Linked DNA regions of Anas platyrhynchos: region 2 is linked to region 1. The links are chromatin contacts, called in public Hi-C maps. All regions are on one chromosome and are shown on one strand. The core of a region is the stretch at or near the end of the contact, and the rest is flanking DNA. Distances in the headings are between cores, read along the strand shown. Region 1 has its middle 22 kb from the start of DPT. Region 2 has its middle 55 kb from the start of DPT.

Region 1 (2,931 bases), core at 29-2,528:
CAGTCAGAGGGCATGGAACCCAAGCTTTGGAGTCTGAGTATCATCCTAGCGTGCTTTACACAGCCTGCTGGGTCAAGCCCCAGCAGGTGTCCCAGAAGCACTTTGGTTTCCACCACTGCAGGCACAGGATCTCTCCTGCCTGGACCTGCATCTTCTGAAGAGCAGATCCACAAGCAGGTGGAGGTCAAACTAAAAGCACAGTGTACAAAAGGAAGGTGCGTGGATCATAGGGCTGGGTGTGCTTGGGCCAAGATCTTCACCTCGCCATGTAGACATGCTCCTTTTAGGGGCCGAGGAGCCTGCTGTTGCCTTGGTGACTGCCGCTGGCTCTGTTAGTGCAACCAGGAGAGTTTAATCCAGTATGGTCCAGAGGATTAAGGACAAGTCCCTGCAGTGCCGTGCAAGAAGGGGTGATTTCAAGGGTGATGTGAGGCAGATACCATTTTTTATGTTATGTTTAGCCCACATGGGAGTACTGGATTGAGTAAGTTATCTGATTATCATTCAGCACGCTGCAGAGAGTGCATTATCCTTCCTATATTGCAGAAGCCCTTAATTTTTGAAAGGGACAAGAACTTCCCTGGGGACTGCCAGTTCTCTGTCAGCAGTACCATCAACCAGCAGTAGTTTCTCAGGCTTTTGCAATGGAAACGAAACCTCTGTCTAAAGGAAAATAAGTAATAATGTTGTATTAGTCCCTGACAAGTGTACAGGAGTATGTGCTAGCACCATCTAGCCAGCATCTCCATCATTGCATCACCAACTGCCTCTTTCTCCCTATTTTTTCATCTTGCAACTCAATGCAAGTAGTTGCTCTGTATTTTAAGCTCCAGCTCTCAATTACTGCCTTATATCCTTTGTCCTCTGGCATAATTGCACATCCTCCTCCATTCCCCACTGTCTGTCATGGAGAGGATGCAATCTTGCAGGCGAAGCCATCGACCATGTTCCAGTGCTTGGGGTGAGGAGGAAGGGAGATGTCCTGGTGATCTCCCAAACCTCAAACCCCTCTGAGAAGGGTGAAGCCAGACTAATTCTGAACTGTGCTTACCATGTCTGAAACAGGGAGAAAATGGCTATACTGAAGCTCCCCCTAGGAAAGCCCTAAAACCAGGGAGTTGTGAGGTCAACTTGCTGCCTGCCTTCTCCAGAGGGGGTAGCCCCAGGCACGAGTCCCCTGGACCCAACTGCCTCATTTCTAGACCGTGTGTCCAGTGCAGCAGGGGAGTGGCCAGACGAGCAGCAAGTAGTCACCTGAGGCAAGTAATCACCATAGATCAGGCGATGCTGTGGGGACAGCCATCCTTGCACGCTGTGTAAGCACCACCCAGCTCTGTCCTGGAGCTTGTACAGCTCCTCAGCTCAGCTCCTGGCCTCCTTTTTTGGGCTGTGCTCTACCTGGGCGGTGACATGGAGGTGGCACAGCTGCGTGTGAGTGAGAGCAGGATATCCCTGCAAGCCCCCGTTCCTTGTCCCCAGCAGCGTGTGAAGGTCGCCGGCTCCTGGGTAAATTTCCATCGGATGCGGCACTCTCCCCTTGCGACTCAGCATTTCTGACACCCGACTGCAGCCTCTCCTTCGCATCTGATCATTTTCTTGGTGAGAGGAGCTAACAGCCGTTACTAGAGTGATTTGGCCACTGGCCAACAATGTGTATATTACTCACACATTTCCCTCCTAGCAAAAGGCTTTTCTTTTTTCTCAGTCTGGTTGCAGCCTCTTCCTATCTTCATCATTAGATTGCTCAGAAGGTCAGTGCTAAAAGAGAAATCTCCAAGGCTTTTTTTACAACCCAGACTAAGGGCCAGGGGGAGGGAGAGCCCAACCGAATTGATTCTTCACTAGGATTTTCTCTGATGCAGCTGAAAACACAGTCCTGGAAAATGGGATATTTATAGAAACCGTACTGCCTCAGTTGGGTAGATCTCAAGGTCGCCTGATGATCACTGCAGAAGGAATGGCCAGATATCTGTTGCCCCAGCATCATGAGACGTTAGACCTCAGCACTGAAATCTGCATACAAAATGGGATCCTACTCCTCTCCCTAACAACCAGAAACACACAGCCCAGTATTGAGGCTGCTCAAAATGCCTGCATAGCTTTTTTTTTTTCTCCCTGCTGCGAGAACATTAAGCTATTAACTCTAATACCCTCTGAGGTAGAACCAAGCTTGTCTGTAGCTCATTTCACATATAGGGCATCTTAGGAGTTTGCTTTTACAACAGATGAAGGACCGAGTGCTGGCCAGGAGCCAGTTCTCTGATTTGTGAGCCCTGCCCATCCCTTGAGGGAATTCTGCCTGGAGGTGCTGCATGCCTGAGTCCCCAGAGAGGAAAGAGGAGCAGAGCACTCCTGCTTTCACTACATCTCCTACATTTCTGCACAAAGACAAGCCCTATCCACATTGTCAGGTGAGCACAGTCCTTTCACTGCCCTCATGCCCCCAAAAGTGCCCAGCTGCCAAAGAAATCTTCAGTAAGAGGTAAAGGTGAGAGCATGGTTGGGACCGCAGCTATTTCATGCTGGCCCACACAGGGGGCCAGGCATAAAGAGTGAGGGATCTCCACTGGAGAGAGCAGAGTCCACTGTCCTGAGGTGGCTGCCCACTTCTGAAGGTTTAAAACACTCTCCCCTTCAAAAACATTAAAGGCAAACTAAATGCAACCTCTAGACAACCTTCCTGAATTGCCTTTCCTGAATACAGAGGAAAATCTTCCCTAATGTTTTGTTTCTGCTCTATCTTTTCTCCAGCGGGGGTGCTTGCAAGAACCTTAAAGTTTTGTGTACAGGGTTGATAGGGTAAATTAGGGTAATTATTCATATTGTCAAACATTTATTCTGCTGTGAACCGAAATACTTGATCGCAGTGACAGTATTGTAGCCAACACAATACAATGCAAAGCAGTAATAAAAGCCAAATGTATCCACACA
Region 2 (2,898 bases), core at 281-2,780, 76 kb before region 1:
ACAGCATCTAGAGGCGGCATGCATGGGATCGTGGGGAGGAATGGCAGCTGAGAGGCTGTCCACAGCTGAGGGAAGGCTGCTCCGAAAGGAGGTGGAGGCAGTCTTGAGATGGCTGGTGAGAAGTTGCAGGAAGAGTTCCGCTTGAAGTTTAAGTCCTTGGTGATATTGGAAGGGCATCTTAATGAGACAGGTATATAAGAGGTGTGTGATGGGGAAACTGGAACAGAGGAAAGTATTGGAAGGTAACAAGTAATTGAAGTAACCCTTCTTACTTCAATTGAACTAAGGAATATCATAACATTCAAAGGCACCTGAGAAAAACAAACTGTTTGTATCATATACTGCATGGCTGAGGTGTTGGCAGTGCTTCGTTGTCACTCTGTGGCTTTTAGTTGAGGTTACAAAGAAACAATAAGGGGGTAAGAAGTGTTTCACCATGACTGAGTTCACCATGGAAGAGTTTGTAGAAAAAAAAAAAAGTGTCATGGAGAAAAACAGAAAAACAAATTATGTTTTCCCCAGTCTTTTCAGTTTCTCCTTTACTTGTAGACCGTTTAACTAAAGCACACAAAGGGAAGTGATGCAAACAGATTACAGTCTAATTCCATCGTGTTCTTTCTCTGGTTTCTTTCCTTTTCCCCAAATTGAAATAAAAAGAGAGAGGAAAGGGAAAACTAATTCATTCTGGGGCTCTTCATTAAAAAAAAAAAAAAAGTCAAATTTTAAATATTATTACAAATATTTTCATATTTTATTTTTTTTTAATGTAGCCAGAGGTTGTTTGTTGGAGAAGCAAACAAGAACAATGTGAATCGAAGCTTGCAGACAGTCTGTTCTTGACAGAATGAAGCAATGGCTCCTCATCTCTGCATACAGCTTTGCTACAGTAGATTTAAGGATGCAGTATACATAAGGAGGGCATAACTGCTACACCATTTACCAAAATGCAGCACATCTCGCATTTTGTGTGATAGGTTAAAAAACTTGTATGTCATCTGAGCCAGCTCACAATGGGTAATAATTAAGGAGTTGTTAACAGATTACCGAGGAAGTGAAGTTGTTTTGCACCCTTTTCTCATCTTGAGGTCTAAAAATGTCTATCAGATCAGGAAGCGTGCATATAAATATAAATATAAATATAAATATAAATATAAATATAAATATAAATATAAATATACACATACATATAGATATAAAGTTCTCAGATCAAAGTGTTCCTACTGGAAAAAAAGATTTGCTGCAATAAAGTAGCTTCTAAAAAAGTCTGGATAGTGGCAGTGTTACTGGAGCCAAGCCCCCTGGAAGCTGCCAGCTGTGTTGTGTGTCTTTTGGCACCTCTGTAACATACGTAAATAGCTGGAGACCTTTCTGCAGCCAGGAACAAGTGAGATGAGAAAAGGCTCTGTTTCTAAATTTGAAAAGAAAGCTGTAAACAACAGGCATGCTGATTTTAAGTGTGCTAGGGGACTTCAGGAGTCTGCCCTTTGATCCTCTCTGCAGACAAGGTCAGCCTCCTCTCTGTTTTTTTGTAAACACAGACAGTGCGTGGTCTGGGATGGCTCTTTCATGAAGACATAATCCCAAACAGGGAGGAGAAAGCTTATCCCAGAATGATCAGAAGCCCCAGACTCATACCCAAGCTTTGTTAAGGCATCGCTTACAAATTGTTCAAAGTGACTGCTTTAAAAATACATGCTCCTGCTTTGCAATTCCTCTGCTTAATTGTGCCTCTGGAAAGGTCAGGCAAGATTGTTTCTAGGAGAAATCAGAGCAATAATAAAGACCTCAGGCTATGCGTCTCCCTGCTGGGCTATGTAAATGGAAGCTCACTACACTATAAGTGATAAGGGTCCTTATGCTACTGCTGTCCGGGACCACCATGTTTTTGGTATCTGTCCAGGTGGATTTGTAACAGATATTAGAAGTCTTTGCTGTTCCCTAATCCTATTTAAATGCCAGCCATATTTCCACCCTCCATGAACTCTGCACAATCCCAACAGTGGGACACAGGTTCTGTTGATGGTAGCTTTAACCACCGCTGGTCCAGTCAAGGGAGAGCATAATAGTTTACTGAGATGCACAGAGCTATATGCTGAGGAATCATATCCCGGATCTCTGTTATTTAGAGTCCATGTGTCATTTTAAAATGATAAGGTTTATTCCTAACTTAAAATTCTTCTAAATTCTTCTACATTATTTTGCAGAGGTGTTTATAGTATTTCACATTTCTGCAGAGAAACACAGTCCAGCAAGCTAAGTGTGAATTCTTCTGGCCACAGTATTGTGTCAACAGCATTTTAGTTCCTTTCAAAAAAAAGGTTGTGTAGTACACAATGAGCACAACTGAAGGCAGTGGCTACCTAGGAGGTATTGTGAGTCAGTGAAAACTACAGCTGGGTAGGCAGCTGCACACGGTACATTTCACACCTCATCTGCTCAGAGCCACTAGAATAACTTCAGTTATTCCTTCCTGCAGGCAAGGTTGTGAACTCTAGAGAAAACATAAACTAATTCCTAATCCTCCAAATTGCTCAAGGTGCTTCAGGTTACTGAGTCTCTGCATTTTGCATGCATCTCTAGTACACTGAGGTGACCCTTCAAAGTTTTTGGCAGTTTAGAGGGACTCTGGCTGCAGGCACTTCTTGTTTGCTTTGCTTTGCTAATATATTTCACATACTATTCTTTTGAGAATTCTTTAGAGAACTATTCTTCGTTATTTCATCAATTTTCTACTTCTATCTTTGCAAAGACGCTTTTGCAGATGATCAATGTTTATGTCTTTCTTTCATTTTGGATATAGACTTGATGCAGCAGAGAATGAGTGAGTTCTATGGGCCACAAAAATGTTCTTGGTGGCACTTTGTGTTCTGTGGTTTGTGATGGTGCTTCTTCCTCCAT

The links. Hi-C and Micro-C count contacts between places; a contact is called where the count stands out from the background.
Region 2: a Hi-C map of F5 follicle shows a contact between it and region 1, with 2.6 times the contacts expected there. The contact joins two enhancer-like sites. A contact is called at or near these places in 3 of 8 Hi-C or Micro-C datasets (F5 follicle, skeletal muscle and subcutaneous adipose tissue).

The regions. Positions count from the first base shown.
Region 1 is chr1:88,384,333-88,387,263 of IASCAAS_PekinDuck_T2T, reverse strand. No RefSeq gene overlaps it. Among named protein-coding and RNA genes, the nearest start is that of DPT, 22 kb to the left of the region's middle. Within about 2 kb of position 1,278, at least 5 of the 8 cell types and tissues checked have an H3K27ac peak or open chromatin away from gene starts, as enhancers often do. A contact at or near this core is called in F5 follicle, where this site is marked.
Region 2 is chr1:88,461,068-88,463,965 of IASCAAS_PekinDuck_T2T, reverse strand. No RefSeq gene overlaps it. Among named protein-coding and RNA genes, the nearest start is that of DPT, 55 kb to the right of the region's middle. Within about 2 kb of position 1,530, at least 3 of the 8 cell types and tissues checked have an H3K27ac peak or open chromatin away from gene starts, as enhancers often do. A contact at or near this core is called in F5 follicle, where this site is marked.